6 separate regions of the Mus musculus genome follow, and all the other regions are linked to region 6. A link is a contact called in public ChIA-PET, HiChIP or PLAC-seq, Micro-C and promoter capture Hi-C data. All regions are on one chromosome and are shown on one strand. Each heading gives the region's core, a stretch centred on a gene start, on an enhancer-like site or on the middle of the called end of the contact. The rest is flanking DNA. Distances are from core to core; before and after follow the strand shown.

Region 1 (4,299 bases), core at 1,716-4,215, 480 kb after region 6:
GGTGGTGCCTGGGCTGGTGGTCCTGGGTTCTATAGGACAGCAGACTGAGTAAGCCATGGAAAGCAAGCCAGTAAGCAGCACCTCTCCATGGCCTCAGTATTCAGATCTCCCTGCCCTACTAGAGTTCCTATCCCAACTTCCACTCGTGGTGGACTTGATCTGGAAGTGTAAGCCAAATAAACCTTTTGCTCCCCAACTTGCTTTTTTGGTCACGATGTTTTCTCGAAGCCATAGAAACCCTAACCAAGAGAGATGCTGCGGGTGGCACAAATCTCAGCGCCTTGCTGGCATCCCGAGGGTGGGGCATGGGCTGCTTGTTCCACCTTCCTGTCTCAGTGGCAGACATGGGTGGTCGCGGAGCATTCGAGAGTGCCAAGAAGGCACACGTGAGGATCTAGCAAGCAATCTCAAGTACTCACAAGGACTTAACTGTGTGGTAACTGGTGACTCTGATAACCTAGTTTAACTGAGATTATAGTGTGCCAAAAAAACTTAAATGTCTTTTCTGAAAAATCACAAAAGCATAAAAGAAAAAAAATTCTCCCTTTCCTCAGAAAGGTGGGAACACAGACTTGTAGTCTTTGATAGAGAACAGATGTGAAGTAACTCTGCCCTTTTTATAAGGTTTATTTTTTATGCGTATAAGTGTTTGCCTGTGTATATGTCTGTGTAACACATATGTGGCTGGTACCCAGAGAAGTCATTAGATTCCTTGGAACTGGAGTTACAAGTGGTTAAGAGCCTCAAACCAGATCAAAGACTCATTGTGATGAACATTTGTAAGTAAAGATGTGTGGACAAAATGGTATACTGATACACTGCAGCTTCCATGATGAATTTTTTTTTTTTTGCTTATTTGTTTTCTTTTGGGGGGTGGGCAGTTGCAAGGGCAGGGGATGGATATGGAGGGATGGGGGATGAATGGGATTGGGGTGCATAATATGAAGTATACAAGGAATAAAAAGATTTTTTAAAGTTGGAACAAGAAGAGTAGGGGGTGGGATCTAGAAGAAAGTGGGCCCTAAACCTTTGTCCCATGAAACCACTATGGAAGTTTCAGGAGAATTTAGCTCTGTGATGTGACTGAAATCAGTCTTATGTTATCTCCAACTTTATGCTTTTTCTTTGGAATTACTTTAGTGGTTCAGAGACTTTTGTGCTTGTAAACAAAATTTGTCCAACAGTGTTTTGATGGTTTCATTGAATCTGTTGATTGTTTTAGGTGTGTAATTATTAAAAACAATATTTATTCTTTCAATATGTAAATATGCAAAAATAAACGTGGCTGGGGAGAAAATTAAAGAAAAGGGGGCACTGCAAGGGAAGGAACAGGATGCAGATTTAACCAAAACATGTTGTATGTGTGGATGATATTATGAAATAATAAAACATATTAAGCCGGGCGTGGTGGCACACGCCTTTAATCCCAGCACTCGGGAGGCAGAGGCAGGTGGATTTCTGAGTTCGAGGCTAGTCGGGTCTACAGAGTGAGTTTCAGGACAGCCAGGGCTATACAGAGATACCCTGTCTTGAAAAACCAAAAAAACAAAACAAAACATATTATAAAGACTAAAATGTCATAAGAAACGTCTCCAGTGTGATTGATGCATGCTAGAGAGGAGAGAAAACTGCATAGATCAGTGTCAGAGTGCTCTTCCTTGCTTCTAGCAGAAGCACAGCACACAAAGCTTAGTCATAATGGAACTTTAATAGAAGGATGCTGGAACACACACATTTAAACACACACATACAAACTCACACACATCAACTTAAACCACACACACACTTAGTCACACAATCATACACACTCACACACATATACACACTCACACAGTTGCACACACAAAAAATATACATACAGTTACACCAACATACATACACACTCACACACATTTGCACACACCAACATAATCACACACATATTCACTCACATACTCACACAGTCTCTCATACACACACATTTAGACACTCACACACACTCACATACACACATACACATTCACACACACTCATATACATTCTCACGCAGTCACACACACTCATACACTCAATCACAATCACACACTCACATACACACTCACACACACCAACATACTCACACTCACTCACACACCCATACACATACACTCACACACACACACACACACATATACTCAGATACACACAGTCACACACATTCACATGCATATATACATACACACACTCAGTACCTAAACCTAGGTCTCCATGCCACAAGGACACTTCTTTCTCTGACTCCTTTGACATTCTCTTCAAACAGGTTTTCTTCCTGTGACTGACAGCAGCCTCTAGCAGCCCTTGACCCCCATCCTCTCCACTCCCCCGCATAAGATGCCTTCATCACCAGCTCTTCATAAAACCAACTGAGGAAAGGCATCTAACAGGACAGGATTTTGTCACATGTCCTGTCCTTAAACCAACCACTGCAACCAGAGGAGTGGGGTACTATGCCCACCTCTGGCCAAGGCCATGGAGTCATGGAGTTTGCAACCCTTAATAATCACAAAGAAGGAGACTAGGAACAAGTGCCCCTGCGCCAGCCAAATAGGTGCTTCTGTTAGATTAATGGCAGTTATTGGTGCAGGATCTCATTTAAGTAGAGGCTGTCTTGGAAGCCAGGCCTCAACCCAGTGGAATGTTTCCAGTGAATCCAAGTTCATTAATGAAGACTGAAGAAGGGAGAATCTTGCAGAGTCCACAGAGAACCTCAGAAGATGACTTCTTCCTTTCCTCCCACACAACGAGAACTGAAAGCCAGGCATTTGTGTGTGTTGCTTCTCCTTTTAGGTTTAATTCAACGTGAGAGGACTCTGAGCCTTAAGCAAGTGAGCAAGGGAAAGTCTGTTCGTTGTGTGGGTAATAAATAAATAACGTCTCTCTCTGAGAGATGTGATGCTCGACTCCACTGAGCCACTTGGTAACAGCCATCTGACATTACAGAAGCTTTTCCTGTGAGACCACAAATATCTAAGCCATTTCCCTTTTCAGATGACTCCAGCTAATGGCTTTCTGTGCTATTAGTGGAACATATCCAACAATCTTTGATTTGTGGTTGTTTGATTGGGCCCTGAAAGGAGAGGCTGTTTCCTTGCAAGGAGGGATAATTGCCTGGGAATTCTTCAGAGTGATATCATTCCTGTGGAGTTGGAGGGGACATCAATTTTCTTGACACTGAGAATGTTTGGGGGGGGGGGGGGCAAGGACTTTTGAATCTCATCACACAAACCCAAAGCCACAGCTTAGCAGGTCAATCCAAATAACTTTAAGCAAAATGTCAGCCTTCAGACTGTGTCTAGGTCAAGTGATGTGTGTGTGTGTGTATGTGTGTGTGTATGTGTGTGTATGTGTGTGTATGTGTGTGTGTGTATGTGTATGTGTGTGTGTGTATGTGTGTGTGTGTATGTGTGTGTCTGTGTGTGTCTGTGTGTGTATGTGTGTGTATGTGTGTGTATGTGTGTGGTGTGTTTGTGTGTGTGTGTGTGTGTGTGTGTGTGTGTGTGTGTGTGTGTGTATGCAGGAGGGGTGAGGAGTATCCATATGTGGAATGTATTTGTTCATGGTGTGACAACCTATGGTGCCAGTCCTCAGGTGCCCTCCACCTTTTGTCTCTCAGTGGCCTGGAACTCGACATGGGCCAGGCTAGTTGGCTCTTAATCCTGGAGATTCCCCCTGTCTCTGCTTCCTATATCACAGTATTTGGATCACAGGTGTGCTCCATACATGTTTTAAAAAATAAAAATAATAAAAACTTTGGATTCTGGAGATCCAAATTCAAGTCTTCAACTTGTAAGGCAAATACGTTACCAACTGAACCATCTCCCCAACCCTCTGCCTCTGAATTCTGAATCCTTCCCAGTCGCTGTGGTGCAGTCCGAGTGGAAAGAGGGCACCACACACTCCTCATTGACAGGAGAGAAGACAACAGTTTGAACCGGACAGTTGCAAGAAGAGCCACGTGCTTATGGTCCCACTTTAGGAGTCTTTGACACCATCTGCTCCAAAGGAAATGACCCTAACGATCATCGCTGTCTGATTGATGCTTCCAAGGCCCCAGCAGGAAGGACACCATTTGTTTTGATGCTGGGAACCTATCTTGCTTTTGAAAGCATAACAGCCAAAGGTTATCTTGGGCACAGAAGGGACTTTTTGTCCTTGATGAGATTTTTTTCTTTCGGAATAATTTGAGATTTGCAGGAAGGCTGCTGATACAGTGCAGAGAGTTTCTGTGTGCCTGCCGTCTACTGCTGGTCACAGCTGTCACTACCTTTGTCAGAATGGACA
Region 2 (4,061 bases), core at 1,359-3,858, 260 kb after region 6:
AGTTCAGTTCCTCTTCCAACAAAAGCATTGAGGGCTGGACCTTAATTAGCTGAAGTGGGTAAGGAATACAGACTCCATCATGATAGGCCTGCTGAGAACAGCTGAGGGAGGCTGAGTCCAGTGTTCGATCAAAGGTGGCCTATCCAGTGGGGCTTACGTGGGGTAAAGAGGAAAGCTTTTCAAAGATTGGCTTGATTTTACCTCTAGAGCTGGTGGTGTGGCTTGGACATACTTTTCCCCCTTTCAAGATTTCAGTGTCATCACCAGTAATGTTATTTATCTCACTAGATTTTTTATAAGAGGACAGAATAAGAGAGCACATTTAAAGAATTAAGCCAGAGGAGCTTGAGAGACAGTTCAGCCCTTAAGAGCACTGGCTACTCTTCGATTGAACCCAGAGCCAATTCCCAGCATCCACCTGGTTGCTCACAACCACCTGTATATCCAGCTCCAGGTGACCCAACCCCCTCTTCTAGCCTGTGTAGACAAGGCACACACACTGTACACAAACACGCACGCAGGCAAAACATCCATAAACATAAAATAAAAATCAATAAATCTTTAAAAGAATGAAGCCAGAGAACTGGGAATAAGACTCATCAGACCCTTTCCCTTTCTGCGGAACATTTCCTTCAAGCTCTCTGAGAAATGCGGGTGAGTTTGCTGTTTGGAAACAGGAGTTGGAGACTTCATAACTGAACTGAAGGACTGACAGTTCAGCACTGTTCACAATGAAGTTGAGACTAAAAAACTTTATAGGTGAATGGGAAAAAATCATGGAATGTGGGTTCTAATAGTTGACTGCTATCAATCCTTGAGTTTTACAATAAAATTCCTATCAAATTCTTGACAAAAGGAAAAGTGATTCAGGCCAAGGAAACAGACAGGACACTTAATTGTCTTCAAACCAAACAGTTTGTTTCCCTCAATGGATGTCACAGGTGATTAAGGAATTAGAACTCAGAAACACAAAAGGCACAGGCAAGCAGTAATTATGTCGTAGGGACCAGCGTAGGCTGAAAGCAGCAGGAGGTTTAGACTTCCTTAAACTATTTTTTGTTTGTTTGTTTGTTTTTTGTTTTTTCCAAGACAGGGTTTCTCTGTGAAGCCCTGGCTGTCCTGGAACTCACTCTGTAGACCAGGCTGGCCTCGATCCGCCTGCCTCTGCCTCCCAAGTGCTGGGATTAAAGGCGTGCGCCGCCACGCCCGGCTACTTCCTTAAACTCTTTATCCTTTCATGCATAAACTTTTTTTTTTTTTAATTATATGTAAGTACACTGTAGCTGTCCTCAGACACTCCAGAAGAGGGAGTCAGATCTCATTACGGATGGTTGTGAGCCACCATGTGGTTGCTGGGATTTGAACTTCGGACCTTCGGAAGAGCAGTCGAGTGCTCTTACCTGCTGAGCCATCTCACCAGCCCTCGTGCATAAACTTTTAAAGCACAAATGAACCCCGAGGGACAAGGAATGTGTCCAATAGCTTCTCAAGGGAAAGAGATCAAGGTTGGTGGATTTACCAAGACTAGTATAACCCAGTATGAAAGGAACACCATGTAAGAAGAGATGCCGGGTGGTTTGTTTACAGAGGAGAATGACTAGAGACCGGTCCTGTGAGGGTGTGCTGGGCCATGTCTCCAGCTCCAGCATGCTGTGCTTTTAGTAAAATGGCAGAAGCTAGGTTGTAATAAACTTGATTTCACACTAGGAAGTAAAAATTCTATAATGTGAAATTGTTTTCTTCAATTTCCTTCAGTAAAGAATAGTATATTGTACAATCAATCAACCCTGATTCTTTTTACAGCGGTTTGGTTCTTATGTTTTTGATAAACAGGGGTGCATCCATTTTTAATTCTATTCAGTTCATTGATGGGAACTTTAGTAATTAAGACTGTTCTCAGCCGGGCAGTGGTGACGCACGCCTTTAGTCCCAGCACTTGGGAGGCAGAGGCAGGCGGATTTCTGAGTTCCAGGCCAGCCTTGTCTACAGAGTGAGTTCCAGGACAACCAGGGCTATATAGAGAAACCCTATATTGACCCTCCCCCCAAAAGACTGTTCTCATCAAGTCAAAAGTTTAAGTCAACCATGCTCCAAGTGAGAGCTTTACAGAGGGGCATTTAAGCAGTTTTTTAAAAGTTTGACAGAATTATCATTACACAATCTGCAGAGCGTGATGCTGTGCAAACCTTCAACACCAGCCACCTGAATCCAAGAAGACTGGTTTTGAACTGAAAGCAACTCAAAACAGCAGGGGACAAAGAGGCTGGGAATTTGGTTCATAGAACATCAAAGTGAGTTGAAGTCAGGAAAACCAGATGATGGTGCAAGAAGTCTGCGTTTGACTGAAGGAAGGTTAAAAGTTGTGCCGTGGGGGTGGAGGTGAGCTAAGGGCGGGGAGGCCTTGGAAGCCATCGGTGGCAGGGATGGCCCAGTGGATGCGCCGGGTGGAGGGGGGCAGTTGCCTCCGAGGCGGCCTGCGGGGCGCTCTGCGGGGCTCAGCTTTCCGGGTCGAGAGAAGCAGGCCCGGAGCCCGGGGCTGAGCAGTGCTGGCGGCCGGAGGAGGCGGGAGCCCCGGGCCGCTAGCGGCTCCTCCCCCGGCGCCTCCGTTATCTGGGTCAGACACGAAGGCCACCACGCAGGACCTTGGGACCCGCAGGCTGCACAGGGTTCCACTCGGCCATCCTCTCCTGGCTCGCCCGCTCGCCCGCGGGTCCCGGTTCCCTGGCTCCAGCCCCAGAGAAGCCTGCGCAACGACTCCGGGTGCGTACCTAGCCAGGGAAGGGGTACCTGGGCGGGCTGGGCTCGGCAGCCCGGGTCCGACGGGCGGTGGGGCGTGTGGAAGAAGGCGGCGGCACTTCCGGCGGCTGCTCCACTTCCGGGTCGCGGCCTGCCGCCTGGTGACCTGGGGCTGCGGGCACTCCTGGCACCATCCTAGAGGAGCCTGCGCCCTGGAGAGGTGGCTTCCTGACCCCCGAGCCCAGGCGACCACCGGAGGCGGGCACCGCGCCTCTGCTCCTGCCTCAGGCTCGCGCCAACCTTGTTCTCTTTGCGTGCCCCCCAACTAAAAAAGAAAAAAATTTTGATTGTCTGCCCTTTTTTATACAAACATGGAAACTAGACTAACAGCACTACTACTAACATTTGCAAATAAGTTGAATACTAAAAGGCTCCAAATTTAAATTATAGATGAGGAAATGCATGAAAGTCTGATGGAGTGTTAGAATTCAATGGTAAAGTACTTGCATCGCTGAATACATGATAGCCCCAAGAACTCCGTCCGAATGTTGCCTTCCGAAGCTTGAAACTTAAAGCTGATTTGTAAGGCATGTTGCTTGACCCTCTTGGTCGTTTTCGTTCCTCTTGTTTATGGGTTCGAGCTCTTTATGCCTTCCCCTTATCCCAAGGACCAGCTGATGAATTCGTATGAATGTTTCTTAGGAGCTCGTTCTAAACATTCAAGTTACTTTAAGAACATTAATGTCTAGAGGTAAAACTAAGACATGAACGCAATGTTTTCTTTTAAAAGCATTGTGTGTCCTAGTTCCCTTGGAAGTCAACATTTCATTGTTTCACTAGGTGACTCGCTGCTAATAACCTTTGGTTGTGTACTGTATTAATTTTAGGTCATTTATGCAAACATAATAGCTATCCTTTTTCATCGTAAGTGATTTATAACTGGAAGTTTGTAAACTAATAATGTTTTGCTTCCAAAATGCAAACTTGCATCTTAAAATGAGTTGTAAAGTCTGCTCAATAAATTTTAGTTGCCTTATCTGTACTCAGGACAAGAGTATACTACTATAGTCAAGAGTCTAAAAACAATTTAAGTAATTTTATACAACCTTTTAAAGTACACCGTAGGCAAGCAGATTCTGATTTCCAACTTTTATAGTTTTCCTTGTTCATCCGTGTCATATTTCCGATTATTGACACAAAAGCACACTCCAAGTTACTTCTTGTTTGTGCCTTACTATTTTTATTCAGGGTTTTCAAGTCACTGACATAGAAGCACATAGAAGCATAAATTCACACACTCTGACCTATATGTTTCTAGTGGTGAG
Region 3 (4,138 bases), core at 554-3,053, 260 kb before region 6:
AAGAGATAGGTGGTATCATTACCGTTATTTTATGGTGCATAGAATAGTTAAGTATATTCTTCAAAATCATGGAACCAGTATATGGCCACAGTGGAATATGAACCCAGACGTTTAGAATCTGACCTTAAAGCTCACACACATTCTGTGGTCTAGAACTTTCCACAATATTGTTCATGTTAGATAAAGTGACAGCTGCATGTTGAACATTTCACAGGGCATTCTCTCAGCCTGGGTCACATTTCCCAAACCCTTTGTGGCTAAGACTCACTTCACAGTGTTAGCCATCAAAGGCATGTCATCTCTGCAGATTTATTTCCCTGCCACACCTAAGGCTATTTTTGCATCAGCCTGAGCACAAACTGATATCAACTCTAGTGGCTCCAGGACTGGGAAATCTAAGCCACAAAGCAGGATTAAAGGAAGCAGAGTTTTCCAGATTAATTTTTTAAAAAAGAAATATGACAGAAAAATAGTTAAAAGGAGTTTGTGGAAGATAACATTTTTTTTTAACATCAGAAAATAAATCGTTGCGTTGATGGTTCGTGGTTTAAGCAATAACAGGCAGCAGGAAAATAAGTCTCACCAGGAATCTGAATGATAGCTGGCATTGCTGTGTGCAGAATTATAAACTGAAGTGATTAAGCTCCTTTTAAGGCAGAGTGAAATTAATAGGAGATCTACTATAATCTGTTGAGTTGGCATTCATGGAATTATTTTAGAGGGGGTTGGAGGATATGTTGAAATGGGATACGGGAGAGCAAACACTTAAGCAGCTTAACGCAGCGAAGGCTTGCTTCCTTGCTTTGAACTGTTTTACTTCACCAAGAGTCTATGTGAATCTAAGAGGAGCAATCATGAGGTCATAAAGAGAGACACTTGGGGCAGGGATATGTTTTGTGTCATCCATGCCAGTCAGAAACGTTACTTTTTGAGAAACACAGCTGTCACGGAAGTGCTACATACACACTATCCTGGGTTTGGAATTTTAAAATGTGCATTTCGGAACATTTTACAACCCTTAGCGGAACAATTTGTATGTTTTGCCTACGAGTGTTATATATATGGCTATTTTTCTGCTTCAAGAGAAGTGAGTTCAAAGGAAAATATCCATAAAAGTGTATTCATAACTTTGGTATCTAAAAAAAAAAAAACCACGAGCCTGTTATTGTAGCTTGAGGGCTGTTGCTGGTGGAGAAAAGACAGATCCTTACAGTGGAGAAATGTTTTAGACAGAAACCAGTTGCCAGAAGAACAAAGCAGACCATGTTTGCAGCCTGGGCTCCAGCTCCTTAAACAGTGTATTTTGTGAAGCTTCTTTCAGGCATCAAAGAAACGCATTGATCACGGTGCTCCAGCAGAAATCATGTGAAAAGCTGATCATTTGCCCCACCAAACCAACTGGAAATTCATTTACTTAAAGGGGCTATGGACAGGGTTCTTGATTCTTTCATCCTTTAATATGAGAATTGGTTATATTCTGCTCTGATGAAGAGAACATCTGAGTCCCTTTGGACGATCTAAACCTGGGGAATGAAGGTACAGAGATCACGGGAATCAAGGGAAAATGAGGGAAACCATTCAGTAACTTAAAGCCAAGGTGATGTGGGCTGTTACATGCATTTTCTATCCACAAAGGCATGGGTATTCTTCACACTCAGGCTGCCTGTCTATGTGAGGTTTCAAAGATGAAGGTAAGAAAATTGAGGTTTCTCTCAGTTTCGGGGTTACTGTCTATATAGCCTGAAACTCTAAGAGTAGTTTTGAAGTGGTTTAACTTATTTCCGTCTTAAGCTTTACTGCTCTGACACCCACGGTTTATCTTTCAGCCTTCAGAAAGTAAAATGATTGTTCTGCTGCATGAAGCAGAAGCCATGGTATAAAGTCACTGTCACAGGGAGGAGAGATGTTGGTTAGCTAATTGTGTAGAAGGGTGGTAGCAGATACTCCTCAAATCCTCTTACCCATGAAAACTTGCTCTAGAATTCTGGCAATACATCTAACAGCAATAATTTGTGACAGTTTTGAAACAGGCTGGATGAAAGGACTGCCTGTCGTGGCTGAATCCCTCAGCCTCAATTTGGTTGGCATGCTCACGCAATGTGAAGTCACTGGATTGTGCTCATATTTCAAAGGCAACACATGGAACATGGCCCAACTTCCTGATATATACAAATTTGCCAGTGGAGAGTTTAGACTATTTGAGAATCAATATTAAGATCACATACTTGCCAAGAAGAGAAAGCAAAGTAGCTTAAAGCAAAACCTAGCCCCTTCCCCCCCCAAAAAAACCTCAACGTTACAAACACTATGCAAGTAGCAAAAGTAAAATTTAAAACTGATAAAATATGAACAACATCACTTATAAGTAACCCAGGAAATGCTTCTGCCTCTCACCCACTTAACACTGCTGGCACAAAAGGTCCTTGGCACGCATGGATTTAATAGTTGTGGGTTTGGCTAAGCAAGACTGACATGTTGTGATTTATGTTACTGGACCAATCGATGTAGAGATGGCGACTGAGGGAGCTGACTCCCAGCCATCGATTTTACTGCTGTTCCTATGATGCCTGCAGGAGCATTTGGGCTCCTTTCCTTGTTAAAAATCTATCTCACATCTATCTCCCAAACTAGATGATCTTGCTAGAGACAAGAAGTGTAGAACAATGATAGATGCATGCATTAGGTATGTAACTCATCTTCATCTTCTACTGATAGAAGGACTAATGGTATTAAACTCACCGAGAAGAATCTCAGTTTTATTTCTTTTTAGTGAGACTAATTATATAAAACAAAGGTAGTTAAGCATCTAACGAACTCTTTTAAGGATGCTAATGAAAGCAACTTGTTGTCATCCTTTTTGATAGGCTTACTTATGATGTTGTTGTTATTATTCTCCTTTTCTAAATACATAGAAATTAGAGCATTCTCTGTCAATGCTATGATTGAATTTTAAGGACTTGAATTTATCGATATATGACAGAGCTACTTTTAGGTTGGTTATAAAAGCATCAGAAAAAGCTTCCAGAGTGTTTTCATCTTGAGAAAGAAGCACTTGGGTAGGGAATCTCTCTCTCTCTCTCTCTCTCTCTCTCTCTCTCTCTCTCTCTCCCTCTCTCTCTCTTTCTCTCTCTCTCTCCCCCCCTCTCTCTTCCTTTTCTTTCTCCCTCTCTTCCTCTCCCCCCTTTCTGTATGTGTTGGAACATGAAGGTATTTGACTATATAGGACAATTTGCACAAGAAGGAATTTTTCTATCTCTATGCATCATCTCATGACATCATCAATAAGGAAAGTTGACTAGTTTTCAACATTCTAATTTTAGAGGTTTAAAAATGTAGGACTCTGAAGAGTGTACCCAGAAAGGTGAACTTCCCTGCCACCAGAAGTCAACAGTGATGGAGGAGACATTGTCCAGACACCATTTCTAGTCTGGTAGACTAGAAAGCTGAAGACTGAGGTCAGTCAGCTCAGGAGGGAAAGATTTGTTGACTATGAGAGTTTTAGTCCAGAAGTTCTGTTCAAATTCCTAGTTCATTCAGTATTTTGTCTCTTAACTTCAAAAACACCTATTTTGATAGCATCCCTCAGATGTTCATAAATATTATCAAGCTGATGTAGAGTAACCTGGGTCATCCATCAAGGTCATTGTCAGACCATGGCAGGGGCAGAGCTGAGTTGATATCATTAGTCAGGGATTGAATCTGACTTTGTCGAAGCTGAAAACTGGCCTTAGAGATCATCAACACCACAATTTTTGACTTCAGCTTTTGGATTTTTTTATTCTACATTCTTACCTTTCCTTCAGCAGTGCAGTGTGCTCCAAATTGGACTTAACCAAGACTGAAGAAGGCTCTGGTTTCTCCAGCCGCTGCCCAAAGGTGACACAGCTTGGACATACAGACCTTTAATAAAACACTTAAATAGATGAGCTATATGAAGATACCAAGGCTTAGCTGCTGACCTCCCTCCAACTGTCTGCTCCGAGGAGCAGCATTTCCAGAAGAGACAGATATGGAGACCCTGGTGCAAAGCTGGACACCTTGGAAACACCCCTTGCATTTTCTTTCCTCTCTTTCCTCCTCGGCTTCCTACTCCTTTCACTTTTACTTCCCTGAAACTGCACCTTCTCTTTTAAGCATT
Region 4 (4,528 bases), core at 2,025-4,524, 330 kb before region 6:
TTTGAGCTCAGTGCACCCAAACAAAGTAAAACAAAAACCTTGGAGGCCAGGTGACTGGGGTAACTGGGCTGTTATATTTCATGGTAATGTCACAAGCTGATCTACCTTTTCCCTCCCTGCCCTGTCACTTCATTGCCATACATTATGCGCCAATCTCAACCAAGTCTCTTCAGAAGCTCTACCAGCAGGAGTTTCATTCAACCTTGATACTTGCCAGAGGACTAAGAAAGACACTGAAGTTTCACAGCAGCAGTAGAAAGAGACATGGCCACTGCTCTCTCTGGAACTCACAGACATTAAACAAACATTTGCATAAGTAGCTAGGTAATTACAACCTATGAGATACAACAGAGCATATGCCAGGGAGACTTAATTCCAGTGGGGTCTCAGGGAAGGTCTCTATAAAGAAACAAGTAAGAGGATTCCAGAGAACAAGACACGTTAAATACTACAAGGAGGGGCTCTCATTATTTAGGGTAACCAACCTTCTATGTGCATTCTGCAAATGTTAACATGAAGAGTAAAAAAAAAAAAATGCTTTTCCTTTGTAATACCATGTTTACGTGACTCCCAGGGGTAAAGGGTTGTCCAGGTTTAATTTCACTTTGTGTACAAGGAATGGTAATAAAGTTTTATCCTGACCCTCGTGAGGATATGCACATGTGTATGGCATGTACTGTGTGAGCATGTAAAGAAGCATGGGAGCTTTTCCAGTGACATGCCAGTACACTGAAGTCAATATCCACGCTTTACCTCGAAAAAGGTCTGACTTTGCTTAATGCTTGTACAGTATACAAAAAACTCAGGTATATTTGTAGATTAAAAAAAAATCTGTGGCAGTCTCTCCATCAATTGCATATTCCAGAAACATTCCCTCAGATTAATAGAAGACTGTCTTTCTAAGAGCTTAGCACTCTGCTAAATTGTTCCTTCTACAAGTCTACTTCTCCGGGTAGCGGTTCACTCTCTGCCCTTCCACCGTGTTGGAGAACAGAGAGAGGGCACACCAGGCAGCTTCTCTGCGCAGGCACTGAGAGGTGTATCCAGGTACCGGCACATCAGTCTGGCAAAGCAATACGAAGCTATGGATAAGCTTGATATATCTTCAGCCCTGCACCCGTAGTTTCTAAGAAATCTGATTGGCTAATTGCCAAAGCACAATTCTCATGTGCAGCCACTGTAAGTTCACCACACGAGCAGAGAAAATGTTTTATCTACATCGAAATTAAAACTAAAACATTTCTTAAGTACCACATCCCAGTTTTTCCTTTTAAAATGACTGCTTCAAAGAGGCAAGTTCTGTTTGAATTACATAACCCAAGAGACTCAAGAGATGTGATTATTAAATCCAATTATGTGCCTAATCAAATTATATGTAAGTAATTATACATCAAATCCTGAATGAGTGTCTTTAAAAACAAGCAGTGAACTCCGCTATGGTTAGTATTTTTGCCAACTTTAGAATTCTGTTGAAAACTGTCTGTCCCTTCTGTGGAAAGTACACTTTAACAACTCTCTTTCCCTCTATCTTTATGTATGAGGTGTTTTCAACTCCTCTGACTTTTAAAGTTTAACTTACTGTGGCTTTTGGTGTGTATAGCAGTGTTTAGATGACAAACAACACAAAAACAGAAAGAAATGTCTATTTTAAACAGGTCATCTGATAAAATAGCTTATACAATGTGCAAGATTAAAGGCTCATGGCTATAAAACCTCTTTAAGGGATTGGTGAGGGGGTAGGGGGTACTAGAGAGAGTGAGGGGTAGGGCATCAGAATGTATGAAACTGCCAAACACATTTAAGAAAAATTCTTTTAGTCTTAACAGTCCTGAAATGTGAACTGCCCTGGCTTATCAAAGATGCCTCCAAACCCATATTCTCAGGCCCATGACATTTATAAACCTATCCTATGAAGCAAAACCTATTGTAACGGTTCCCGTGAGACGTTTTAAAAATAATATATTTGCAAAAACTTGAAACAACTTTCTGGCTAAACTGCTGTTTTATCCCACCCCAGATTATAACTGGGAGAGGAAATGTTCTTCTAGAGCAAATGTTACTCAGAACTGAGTCTGGCAACTTCAGGGATGCTTTCTTGAAGCAAATCCGTAGGCTTGTCTACCCGCCTGGCATTAAAAGTTTAAACTCCAGCTGAACAAAATCAAAACTGCTAAAACTGCAACATCAGGTACAGAGTAAAAGTAACTTTTTAGTGTAATAACGTTTTTCTAGGACATGGATGAAAGTATCTCAAACTGTTGCTTCATTTGTGCCTACAGGTTTTAAAGGCCCTGTCCTACAAAGTAGTACTTCATGTTGAAACTTATCCTCTTTAATCAAAGATGACACCGATAGTCATATTTCCTGTGGGGACGGGCGTGGTTGAAGGGACAGTTACATCCATGCCATCAATCTGTGTACGGAAAAGTCTGCAGGTCGCCTGTAGCCTGATTTATATTCGTGCTTGCTGACAGCACGGCCTATACTTCTGATTTCGACGATGTGAACTAAAATACCCGACACGCAATCAAGTAATGTCGTGTGTGCTCATTATTATTATTATTATTATTACTATTTTATTGCTCCACACTCGCGGATGTTTCAACTCAGGGCGAAGCTCCCCCAGGGAATGAGAACGACTTGGAGCGAGGCTGCAACAGGCAAGCCTAAAGGCAGTCAGGAAACTGGGGTCACTATCCTCCAAACCCCGGATACTCGCCCCTTCCAGCCCCAGGACCAGGAAAAGTGCAGCAAAGAACCGGGAAGGCTCACTGCACCGTGCCGCCGGCGGCAGGATTAGTTGGCGGGGCTCGGGAGAAAGCGGGTCCCCGAGGGCCAGGGCGCGGTGGGTCACCAGCAGCAGCCGCGCGACTCCAACTTGGCCTCGGCGCGGACCGCGGAACTTGGCCGCGCCGGCGCCCCCGGCCGCCCGCGGAGCACCGCCCCGACTTCCCGCCCAGCCGCGGCCGCCGCCCAGCCCCGCGCGGGTCCGAGTCCCGCCGCCGTCGCCGCGGCCGCCGCATGCGGTGGGGGAGGGGCCGCGCCACCTCAGCCCGACGGGTCGGGAGAACAAAGCGGCAGCGGCGGCGGCGGCGCGAACTTTTTTCGGTGTCTGCTCCGCGCTCCCTCCAGCGACTACTTACAGAGGCGGGCTCGGCTGTTCTGGAGAAAGTCGGCGCGCGCCAGCGTCCGCGTCCCGGAGCAGGAGCCAGCGAGGCTTCACGCGCCTCGCACGAACCCGCCCGCCCGCGCCCCTTCCTCCTGCCCTCCCTCCCGTCCCGTCTCGAGGCCGGAGGGCGGGGGGCCGGGGCGCGCGGGCGGGGGCGCGCGGCCCGCGCGGGGCCTGCCGGGAGCTGTAGTTCCCCGCCGCGCGCGGTTGGTGGGTCTGGCTCCGAGGGGGCGCGCGGAGGCTCTGCAAACCCGCAGAGGTCCCCACCGGGCGCTCGGAGCGCGGGCTTGAGCGCGACTGGAAGGACGCGCTGTACTCGAACCTCTCACTTTGCTGTCCCCCTAGGCGGGCGCTGGCAGTCGGTGACAAGAGGTGACCACCTGAACGCAGCGTCCAGAGTGGAGGACCCTCCTTTCCAAAGTTGTCCCTTTCGGCGTTCCCGGGGGCAGCTGTCACCCAACACCCAGAGCTACACAGACACAGTCCTTCACCGGCGCCACAGCAAAACTTGGAGACGCCGCTTGCACGTGCCTGTGTTTCCTCTTGTGCACCTTAACACTGGTGCGTTGCCCTCTCTACCAAAAGAGCGGTCGACAGTCATGGAACCTCAGAGAGAAGAAGCCCTGTGTGTTAAATTATAAATAGTTGATGAAAGAGAAACATCTGCGCGGTACAGTCACTGACACAAAAACTAGATAGTTCTTCCACGTCGACGTTTTATATCTTCAAAGTAAAATATATTGTCATAAAGGCCACTCGTCTGGATGCAGAAAGCGGGGTGGGGGGCAGCTTTTGAGAACATAGGGGAGAATTAATCTGGGTACAGAATCTGTAATATTAATGGATAGTCCTGGATTTGAAATAAGTGAGACCTCTCCCTGCCCCCCCAGGGATAGAAATGGGAGACCGAACCCACTCACAAGGTCACTGAAGAGCTAAAGCACTGACCATACTACTAGCTGCAGCCTCGTCTCCTAGGGAGTGAGGCTTTTAAAACAAAACTGTGTATAATCTTTTTCTACAGGGAGCGTTAAGGGGTGGGAGGACATTTCGGACATTTCTCTGGAATCGGAAACTGCCAACATCCACTAAAATCTAAATCTGATTACATCTTTGTTCTTAAAGTCTTACCCAGACACCACTCACACTAATGCAGGCAACCCTAACTAAACAAAAAAGGTGTCAAAGGAAAGGGCCCAGTTCAGAAGGGGCTCAATTGAGTAGGGTATGGGTTGTGAATATGATCAAAATGGTGGTGGTGGAGGGCAGGGAGCGAGGGAGGGAGGAGAGGGAGAGAGACAGAGACTCTTTAAATATATTTTGTGATTCTTTTACTTTAAGATTAAAAGCAGATTCATT
Region 5 (4,257 bases), core at 1,303-3,802, 300 kb before region 6:
ATCTATGGTTCCAGATCTCTTTCCTAGGGTTTCTATCTCCAGTGTTGCCTCGCTTTGGGTTTTCTTTATTGTGTCTACTTCCCTTTTTAGTTCTAGTATGGTTTTGTTCATTCCATCACCTGTTTGGATGTGTTTTTCTGTTTTTCTTTAAGGACTTCTACCTGTTTGGTTGTGTTTTCCTGCTTTTCTTTAAGGGCCTGTAACTCTTTAGCAGTGCTCTCCTGTAATTCTTTAAGTGACTTATGAAAGTCCTTCTTGATGTCCTCTATCATCATCATCAGAAATGTTTTTAAATCTGGGTCTAGATTTTCGGTTGTGTTGGGGTGCCCAGGACTAGGTGGGGTGGGAGTGCTGCGTTCTGATGATGGTGAGTGGTCTTGATTTCTGTTAGTAGGATTCTTACGTTTGCCTTTCGCCATCTGGTAATCTCTGAAGCTAGCTGTTATAGTTGTCTCTGTTAAGAACTTGTTCTTCAGGTGACTCTGTTAGCCTCTATGAGCAGACCTGGAGGGTAGCTTTCTCCTTAGTTTCAGTGGGCAGAGTATTCTCTGCAGGAAAGCTCTCTTCTTGCAGGGAAGGTACCCAGATATCTGGTGTTCGAACTGGCCTCCTGGCAGAAGTTGTGTTCCACTCGCTAGAGGTCTTAGGATCCCGTGTGGAATCCTGTGTGGGCCCTTGCTGGTGTCGGGCGCCTCCCCTGGCAAGGTACCCCGGGGCTCGAGTGGAGCGGAAGGGACTTGTGCCCCAGGTTAGGTCCGGGTAGTCTGCTTCCCTAATTACCACAGTCTCAGGTTCCGCGTGATTGGATTGGGGCAGGCGCTGTGTTCCACTCACCAGAGGTCTTAGGATCCCATGGGGAATCCTGTGTGAGGCCCAGATAATATTTAAACTGCCACTCAAACCCCAGACCTGAATAGTTATAGCAAAGAGATACTTTCATTCTGTTTTCCCTTGCAGCTCCAGACGGGGGCAGGACAGTGTGTGTGTTTCCAGCTCTTATTAAAACACCTAGTAGCCAAGCCTAGGAAGGGGTGTGTGTGTGTCTGTGTGTGTGTCTCTGTGTGCCTCTGTGTGTGTGTGTGTGTGTGTGTGTGTGTGTTTGTGTTTCTGAAAGATTTCAAAACCCTTAACTTTGGTCTTTAGAAAATAATTCTGTGTGTCTTTGTCTTTGTTCTGATTTTTCTAGGAATTCCGTGTAGCTGGGAGCTGACTTGGGGCAGAAGAAACTCATATCCTCACTGTGGAAGAAGAAACCACTTTCACAATTTAGGCCAGAAACCTATGAACTAAATATACCCTTTCCCCGGTTTTTCTTTTCTGCAGTGCTGAGAATTGAAACCGAGGTTTAAAGTACCCTACCACTGAACTACCCTGTCAGCTCTGATTGCCCCCCACCCCCCACTTCTCCTGCAGTCCTGAGGACTATACACATGTGCTTTACATGAGACCCAGATCTAGTCAGCTTATTTGCTTGTTTTTATTTGTAAGATGGGATTATCTAGATAATAATGATTTATGATGCAAAAAAAAACCCCACAAAACTCCAAAAACCAAAAAACCTAGCCCCTAGGGTTGCCTGCAGGAGATGGTTTTTAGTATTACCCTCTCCATATCATAATCCAAGGACATGCACTGTATCCCTTATATAGAAATGCCATAAATTTACATATAAAATGAACATCTTCCCATAGACTTTAAATCATTCCTAATTTGCTTATAATGTTTGATGACATGCAATAAGTATTACATTCTTTAAAGAATATGGTGTGTGGGTGTGGATGTTCGTGTACAGCACTGATACAAACCCCGTTGCTTTTGATTTGTGGTTGGTTGACTGCCCAGTGAAAAGGCTGGTGGAAGAAGAGGACTCCCTAAAATTTTACTTGGGCTTTTCCTTTTAGAGACAGTCATAAGAAATAATTACTTTTGGGACAACTGTAATATTTTAAATCTCACATATTTCAGTAATTATTTCAACCTTACCTGTCAGTTTGGGCATACAGTGGGCTGTCTCTTAAAGGAAAGATAACTATTTTCGAGAAAAGGGACACAAGATAAAAATGGTAGCTTCTAGAGTGGCGGTTCTCAACCTGCGGATCTAACAACCCTCTCGCAGGGGTCACAGATCAGATAGATAGCCTGCATATCAGATAGTCACATTACAATTCATAGCAGTAGTAAAAACTGCAATTATGAAGTAGCAACGAAAATAATTGTATGGTTGAGGATCACCACAACATGAGGAATTGTATTAAAGGGTCTGAGCATTAGGGAGGCTGAGAACCACTGTTCTAGAGCGAACACTTTTCCCAGAACCTTCCAGTCCAGCGCCCCCTTCCTCTAGGTCTCAGACCACCTAGAACCTGGGACGGTGCCTTGTACAGAGCATTGCACAAATATTGATTTTGTCTGAGTGTCATGGTGAATAGGTGCAGAAAACCACTTATAGCCCCCAGGGCCTGGTAAACTCTTTTCGTATCTATGGACTACAGGAAGGCTTTTCCTTGTCCTTCCTTCCTTCCTTCCTTCCTTCCTTCCTTCCTTCCTTCCTTCCTTCCTTCCTTCCTTCCTTCCTTCCTTCCTTCCTTCCTTCTTTCCTCCCTCTCTCTCCCTCCCTCCCTCCCTTCCTTTTTTCCCTCCATCCTTTCTAAAATAAGGAAGTGTTTTCTTTGTCCCTTGGATTCCAAAGCTCCTGTCACCCAGGGAAGCTCAGTCCCCTGGCTTCCAGGCTTCTGGGAGAGGACTGCTGGTTTGTGCTTGCGCTGCACAGCGGGAGGCCACAGGAGGCGACTGGGAGGCAGACACAATCAATCCAGGGGTGGAGAAGGGAGAAGGCAGGGCGACCGGCGCGCGTTCCCGGGCTCGTGACCGCTGGCGGCCCCGGGAATCCACGCCCACACACTCTTGCAGAGATGGCAGGCAGCGAAGACAAGCTCGTCGTGGGCACTCTCCACCTGCTGCTACTGCAGGCGACCGTCCTGTCTCTGACAGCTGGGAATCTGAGTCTGGTCTCCGCTGCCTGGACGCAGGAGAAGGTGAGGGGCCACTGCTGCGTTCTGAACTTGAGTGGCGTTGGAGGGTGCCAGGACCTGGGACTCGGCCACCTTCTCTTGGACTAGCGGGAGGCGGGTCAGGGATGCTGTCCCCCTGCTCAGGCACCAAGTCCTCACCCAACTCCTGGGAACCAGTGCTCTCTCTCCCAAGTCTGGGCGCCAGGGCTGGTCTCGGGGCTGCGCTAGTGTCGCCTGGGGGCTGAGTGATGTCACCCGCCTCCCTTTGGCTGCGCTCTGATGGGGGGTGGTGGTGCTGCTGATAGGCACAGGAAGTATGTCTCGCTGGCTGTGCAAGAACAGGGACATGGGGGCGCCACTGCCCAATCGCGACCCGCGAGCTCCGCGCTCCCCGCGCTTGCTCCTGGATGCCTAGACCGCGCGTCTAGGGGTGTCCCCATGGATGCCCAACTACAGCATTCAAGGATGCTACATGGGGATTGAGTTTCCTGGTGGACTCAGCGCCAGCATATTGTTAAATATTTAAAAGAGACGCACGCTGTTTTCAGATAAATGAATTCAGTTGTGGAAATCTCATTTAAGGAATTCAGAATAAAAATGATTTGCCAAGTCGCTTTGTGTGAAGAAAATAGATTCACAATTACTTCCTTTTCTTGTGCAACAGTTTTGAAATCATGAAATTGCTACGAGCTGTGCAAACGATGACGGTTTGGGAATAAAATGGCATGTCTTTAAAGAAACTAGGAAAAGCATCAGTCTAGGGATAGAACCTTGCGCGCGACATTACTAAACAAGTACTTTAAGTGCTTTTAGCGTTTCTGCACGTCCAACATGCTCATTCCCAGCTAGTTTCATGCACTAGTGTATGAATGGCCCACTTCAGGTGAGCTCAAGCATAGCCAACTTCTTTTCAGGACTCACAACAGATCCCCATTTACACGGGGAGTCTGGAGTGGGTGTGGGAAGTCAACACCGTACAACTTCAGTCTCTCCAGAATGAGTCAAACGGCTTCCCCCAGAGGCTGGGAAGTACTTCTCAAGCCGTTGAGTAGAATCCTCTCCTGCACTGCTTTGGGGTACCTGGGAGGTCAAGCACCGAGAAGGGACTTTAAAACCAGAGTGTCGCACAAGGCCAAATGTGTCTTTAAAACGTATTTTAATGGATGAGAAATATTGTCAGGGGCTGAGCTCCACTCGGGGTCTGTCTGTGGGCAGGTGTAGCAGCCAGGGTTGTTTCTAGGTGGGA
Region 6 (4,353 bases), core at 736-3,235:
CATCTGAGAGCCCAGGGGCTGTGAGCCCCGAGACTGGTAGCCCCGTCTTCCAACCATGGGTGAGGCCTCCTGGAAAACCTAGGCACTTCCAGATGGACTGTCAACCATTCCTTGAATATAGATCTTAATCCTTTATCTCACACGTTACATCGCTAGACATTTCATAACGGCCTTATGGCCGAGTCCTTCATTCTGAAAAAGGTGTTTGTGTATACTGACATCTAAACTGTCCATCAAATCACAGTGGTGGAGGTATCTACAACTGTCCAGAAGTTGTACTCCCTAGCTCAGTTGTTAGTTGAAAGATCTTTTATAAGTCAGACCATTACAGGAGTCTTTTAATGGACTTAGGGGTGCCCCTGGGGCATCCTGGCTGCTTCCTGGGGAGGCTTATTTCTCCCTGTGATGTTAAGGGGGAGTTCCCAAGTCTGGGTCTACTATTAAAGCAGGGACATCTGCTACCCTCCTAATATTTTCAAGGCGGCACCCCTCCTCCACCCCCTCCCAGAACTCGAGGATACTGGGAGGGCTACAAGCTGCCAGGGTGAGGAAGCAGCAGAAGGAATCTTTGTCTCCCCAACACATCCATCAGTTCCCTCCCCAGAGCCCCCACTACACACTGCACACAATCAGCAGCCCACTCCCCGCAAACGCACCAAGGCTGCAAAGATTCAGGCTCCAGTCCCTGCCTGACATTCCTCTTCCCACCCTCCTTTTAATTCACTCACTTTTTTTTTTTTAAACAAAATGTAATTACTTGACTGTCAGCCGGGGCTGCACTCTGGGGCTTTAACTCCTTTCAACACAGATGTGCGCCCAGCTTTGATGCCGCTGTACTCGCAGCTTGTCCCAGCCACAGCCGGCTCGGTAATGTAACATTCAAGTGCATATTTATTTTTAAACTGACCTCTCCTAGACGGTGCAGTATAAAGCAGGTCCTGCCAAAAAATATGCTACTTTCTATTTATAAGATGAAACACATGCCTTCCCTCCCAAAGGCGAGAGCGGGGTGGAGTATAATAATTCATAAAGAAAAAAACTGACTGGCCGGATCCATTCGTCCTCGCATGGCTGTGTCAAGATACTTAGTGAGAAGGAAGAGAAAAGAAGAGGAAGAAGAGCAATAGCAGGAGGAAGAGGAGGAGGAGAGGCAGGAGGAGAAGGAGAGGGGAAGGAGGAGGAAGAGGGAGTAAAGATCTTGTAAACGCTTCAGTTGTTCAGAAACCGCAGTCGAGAAAGAAAAAAAAAATTTTTTTCCCCCAACTGCCAGATCTGCAGGTTGGAGCCTCAGCTACAATGTGCTGCCTCTGTCAGTTCGGAAACTGCCAAGCTGCGCGGTGCACTCTCGCGCCGCGCCGCATCGGTGCAAACACACAACTAGAGGGCCGCGGTAGCCAAGTGCGGTTTGTTCTGCTGGAAAAACGCAACACGCGCCCAGAATGGCTGTCAATGGCCTGGAGGGGGCCGTGCTGACTGCAGCCCCACCCTAAAGAAGTAGGTGGCAGAGCTCCGCGTCCTGATCCCCCCTCCCGGACGTCAAGCATGATGTCCCCTTTGATCCTCTAAACATCAGCTCAACCAGGCGGTGCGGTAGATTATCCTCGCACCCTCTAAGTCTTCCAAGGCCACCATCTGCACTAGCTGGAAGGGGGCTTAGGTTGAGGGTCGGACAGTCTTACAGGTGGAGAGACAGCCTGGGTCACACACTCACCAGCAGTCTCTAAGGCTCCTAGCTTCTGCCCGGAGGGCCGGGCGTCGGCCCGGGTCGCCTCCCGAGGGCGCAACAGTCCTCGCTGGTGCGCGCAGAACCAGAGGGGCGGCAACGGTTCACCGCAGAATCTGCTCCGGGACTGCGCGCGGCGTCTCCCGGGAGGCAGCCGCTGCGGAACTGGGTTGTCGGTGAGCGTCCCGCTGCTGTGCTCCCAGCGGCAGTTGGAAGCGCCCGCGACACTGTGCGCGCGGCTGCCGGACGCCGGGCCTCAACCTGCCGAGGGCGGGGCGCAGGACGCAGGGCGGGGCCGGCGCGGGGCGGGGCGGGGCTGTGAGGCCAGGGCAGGGCGGGGAGAAGGGTGCGGGCCGACCTGGACCGTCCCTCCGTTGTACCTGTCCCCCACCTCCCCACCACCCCCAGACCCGCAGGACTGGAGGCGAGGCTGCGGACTCTTGGAGGACAAAGGCTACCCACTGTCACCTCCCAGTTCCACCCCTTCCCAGTGGTGGCTTCTCTCAGAGGCAATGCCGGCTGGGGCTCCCTCAGGCACAAAGAAAAGTGGCGGGGTGCTCCCTTTAAAGAGGGGACCCCAGAGCGTTGCTGTCCGTACGGTGCGGGAGAACAATGGGACTCCGCCCGCACCCGGGACCCTCGTGCTCACCCTCGTGTCCCCGCCTTTCCCTGTCCTACCTAACCCACCTAGCAGTGCGGGGCTTCGCAGCGGAGGAAGGGGACCTGCGCGGGGAAGAAGGGCCACCTGACCGGGTCGCCGCAGCGCGGCCGCAGCTCCCTGGGGACCCCCTGGCAGCTGTAGCTCTCGGGAGGGAAAAGGAGGGTCGCGTGCTGTCAACGTGCAGCCGGCTCCCCTTGCAAGCTGTCGCCAAAACCTGGAGCGCGGATCTGACGCGCGGGAGACGCGGGGTGGAGGCTGAGAGCCTGCGGGACGCAGAGAAACGCAGACGCAGCAGGTTTTTCCTGTCGGGAGGGTGACGTCTCCTCCCCCTCCAGGTCTGTCAGAGATTGACCTAAAGCTGCGGAAGCGGGTGGCGGCTCTCCGGGACGCTCTGCGAGGCGGCGCAAGTGGCGCAGCTGCTGCTGCTCCGGACCGTAAAATTCCGCCCGTGGCGACACCTGCACCTGTCGGTCACCCAGCCAGGGCCTCAGGACGACCCGCCCCTCTGTCCCTGGACCTCTGTAGGAACCCAGAGAATTAATGTTAATTGTCTTAATTGGTCGCCCTCTCTTCCTTCTCCCTTAGTCCGCCAGGTTGGAGACAGGAAAAGGTGGTGTTTTCCGGCGTTGATGTCCCCCGCCGGCTTGGTTGACCTGGAAAAGGAGCTAGAACCCCGAGTAGTCGCACGCTCCAGGTCTGGCCCCAACCCTGGGACTCTCAGGTTGCCTGGAAATCCTGGCACAAAGCAGAGCCCCTCCTGGAGACCTTGGCTTCCCTGGGCGCTATCGGGGTCATCACAAGGGTGCCCCCAATCTGAATCGCTCTGAAACCTTAGACCGGGTGCACTTTAAGCCCAGGTCCTAAACCACGGTCGACGTTAAGATGAATTTAAAAAGGAAGCGGACACAACTGTTGGGGAAAGCAAAATACTTGGGTGGAGTGTTAAAAGCCTCAAAGAAAATAATAGTTGGCAGGTTAAACGGCCATGAGGTCGGAAGTCAAATACAAAACCGCAGAAGTGATACCAGAATTTTGACAAGCAAAACAGTCGGTGAAGATAAGGGACCCGGCACTGTTTCCCTTCTCCGAATGACCGACTGCTCCGAAGTTGCCTTTGGCAGATACCTGGGTTCCACTCCGAATTCCTCAGAGTTTTACTTGGGGTTCATATTTCAAAATATATGTTCCATTTGGCACTAATGTATATATTTTATATATGAATTTATTGAAAAATATTAAATGTTACTGGCCTAGTTAGATAAAGGTATTTTTATAAATATTTATGCACAGCTTTCATTACATATGGTATTTTTAAAAGTACAAATATGCATGTATATACATTTATGAAATGCTGTATGAAAATTCCTTTTTTACGCATAAAAGCATTCCTTACACATATGTCATGTGTGTGATTTTTAAAATTCGTTCTATTGTTAGCTGCCATTAAATGCAGTCCATTTCCACGTGTCTAAGTAAATAATTTCTTTTACAGTTTGTGCAAACATAGGGTGGCAGGTGGCTATAAGTTAAAACTTTTATGCCAAAACTCTGTTTTCATTCTTATGAGCTGTTTCTGTTTCACGTAGAGGTGGTTTCTTTCTATATGAGGTTTTAAACAAGTCTTTACCATTGAGCCCTAGACAGTGCATGTGTAACCTACCTCTTCAAGGGTTTCTGGTAGTGCTGACTTGATCCATCCTGGCTTCCCTGAGGCTGTGTTATTTTATTTGTGCTGAACACCTTCAGTGAGGAAAAAAGCCCTCATGTTGCGAATTTTCTTTCCAAATGAGTTCATTTCCTGATTTAGTCATGGCAGCCTTTTGGTTCCGTGGGTTTAGATTTTGTTAACTTCAGGAGGCTCTCCTGCTAAGCAGAAAGGAAAACTTCGCTTCGTGACGACTGAGACTTCTGAGACTGTATTTCAGAGAGGGTTAGCCTTGGGAAAAAATCAGTGGGAATCTTGGAAGTC

What was found. Promoter capture Hi-C pulls out the DNA fragments that hold promoters and counts their contacts. Hi-C and Micro-C count contacts between places; a contact is called where the count stands out from the background. ChIA-PET counts read pairs in DNA pulled down with a chosen protein or histone mark. HiChIP or PLAC-seq counts read pairs in DNA pulled down with a chosen protein or histone mark. Capture Hi-C pulls out chosen DNA fragments and counts their contacts.
Region 1: an HNF4G HiChIP or PLAC-seq map of pancreatic cancer cells shows a contact between it and region 6. The contact joins the enhancer-like site here to the promoter of Cdc42ep3 in region 6. A contact is called at or near these places in 6 of 39 promoter capture datasets (the 3T3-L1 cell line, 3T3-L1-derived adipocytes, the HPC-7 cell line and 2 more), 10 of 484 Hi-C or Micro-C datasets (the C2C12 cell line, cortical neurons, embryonic fibroblasts and 4 more), 5 of 115 datasets of contacts at active chromatin or transcription factors (the NIH/3T3 cell line, bone marrow-derived macrophages, embryonic forebrain and 2 more) and 1 of 9 other capture datasets (adipose tissue).
Region 2: a Micro-C map of embryonic stem cells shows a contact between it and region 6, with 5 times the contacts expected there. The contact joins the promoter of Rmdn2 here to the promoter of Cdc42ep3 in region 6. A contact is called at or near these places in 1 of 39 promoter capture datasets (embryonic stem cells), 3 of 484 Hi-C or Micro-C datasets (CD4 T cells and embryonic stem cells), 3 of 115 datasets of contacts at active chromatin or transcription factors (effector CD8 T cells, memory CD8 T cells and pancreatic cancer cells) and 4 of 9 other capture datasets (adipose tissue, liver, macrophages and 1 more).
Region 3: a contact with region 6 is called in an RNA polymerase II ChIA-PET map of effector CD8 T cells, with 17 read pairs. The contact joins the enhancer-like site here to the promoter of Cdc42ep3 in region 6. A contact is called at or near these places in 13 of 39 promoter capture datasets (the 3T3-L1 cell line, 3T3-L1-derived adipocytes, the C10 cell line and 7 more), 10 of 484 Hi-C or Micro-C datasets (B cells, the BV-2 cell line, CD4 T cells and 6 more), 9 of 115 datasets of contacts at active chromatin or transcription factors (effector CD8 T cells, embryonic forebrain, embryonic limb bud and 5 more) and 3 of 9 other capture datasets (adipose tissue, liver and pancreatic islet).
Region 4: a contact with region 6 is called in a promoter capture Hi-C map of the SN4741 cell line, with 4 times the contacts expected there. The contact joins the promoter of Prkd3 here to the promoter of Cdc42ep3 in region 6. A contact is called at or near these places in 15 of 39 promoter capture datasets (the 3T3-L1 cell line, the C10 cell line, the HPC-7 cell line and 8 more), 4 of 484 Hi-C or Micro-C datasets (bone marrow-derived macrophages, embryonic stem cells and nephron progenitors), 5 of 115 datasets of contacts at active chromatin or transcription factors (bone marrow-derived macrophages, craniofacial prominence, effector CD8 T cells and 2 more) and 3 of 9 other capture datasets (adipose tissue, liver and macrophages).
Region 5: a contact with region 6 is called in a promoter capture Hi-C map of liver. The contact joins the promoter of Qpct here to the promoter of Cdc42ep3 in region 6. A contact is called at or near these places in 5 of 39 promoter capture datasets (cranial neural crest, embryonic stem cells, neural stem cells and 1 more), 5 of 115 datasets of contacts at active chromatin or transcription factors (bone marrow-derived macrophages and embryonic stem cells) and 3 of 9 other capture datasets (adipose tissue, liver and macrophages).

Annotation. Positions count from the first base shown.
Region 1 is chr17:79,833,131-79,837,429 of GRCm38.p6, forward strand. No RefSeq gene overlaps it. Among named protein-coding and RNA genes, the nearest start is that of Atl2, 61 kb to the right of the region's middle. Within about 2 kb of position 2,966, at least 63 of the 459 cell types and tissues checked have an H3K27ac peak or open chromatin away from gene starts, as enhancers often do. A contact at or near this core is called in the C2C12 cell line, the NIH/3T3 cell line, adipose tissue and 3 more, where this site is marked.
Region 2 is chr17:79,612,609-79,616,669 of GRCm38.p6, forward strand. Rmdn2 (regulator of microtubule dynamics 2) reads left to right here and starts at 2,609. Exons shown (of 11, transcript NM_001368314.1): 1 at 2,609-2,760.
Region 3 is chr17:79,091,683-79,095,820 of GRCm38.p6, forward strand. No RefSeq gene overlaps it. Among named protein-coding and RNA genes, the nearest start is that of Qpct, 42 kb to the left of the region's middle. Within about 2 kb of position 1,804, at least 29 of the 459 cell types and tissues checked have an H3K27ac peak or open chromatin away from gene starts, as enhancers often do. A contact at or near this core is called in DN3 thymocytes, Th1 cells, effector CD8 T cells and 1 more, where this site is marked.
Region 4 is chr17:79,017,542-79,022,069 of GRCm38.p6, forward strand. It overlaps Prkd3 (protein kinase D3), which reads right to left and starts at 3,275. Exons shown (of 19, transcript NM_001171004.1): 1 at 3,144-3,275.
Region 5 is chr17:79,049,354-79,053,610 of GRCm38.p6, forward strand. It overlaps Qpct (glutaminyl-peptide cyclotransferase (glutaminyl cyclase)), which reads left to right and starts at 2,553. Exons shown (of 7, transcript NM_027455.3): 1 at 2,553-3,035. The coding sequence starts at 2,913.
Region 6 is chr17:79,353,106-79,357,458 of GRCm38.p6, forward strand. Cdc42ep3 (CDC42 effector protein (Rho GTPase binding) 3) reads right to left here and starts at 1,986. Exons shown (of 2, transcript NM_026514.3): 1 at 1,712-1,986. It overlaps Gm17315 (predicted gene, 17315), which reads left to right and starts at 1,594. Exons shown (of 2, transcript NR_165822.1): 1 at 1,594-1,899; 2 at 2,720-4,353.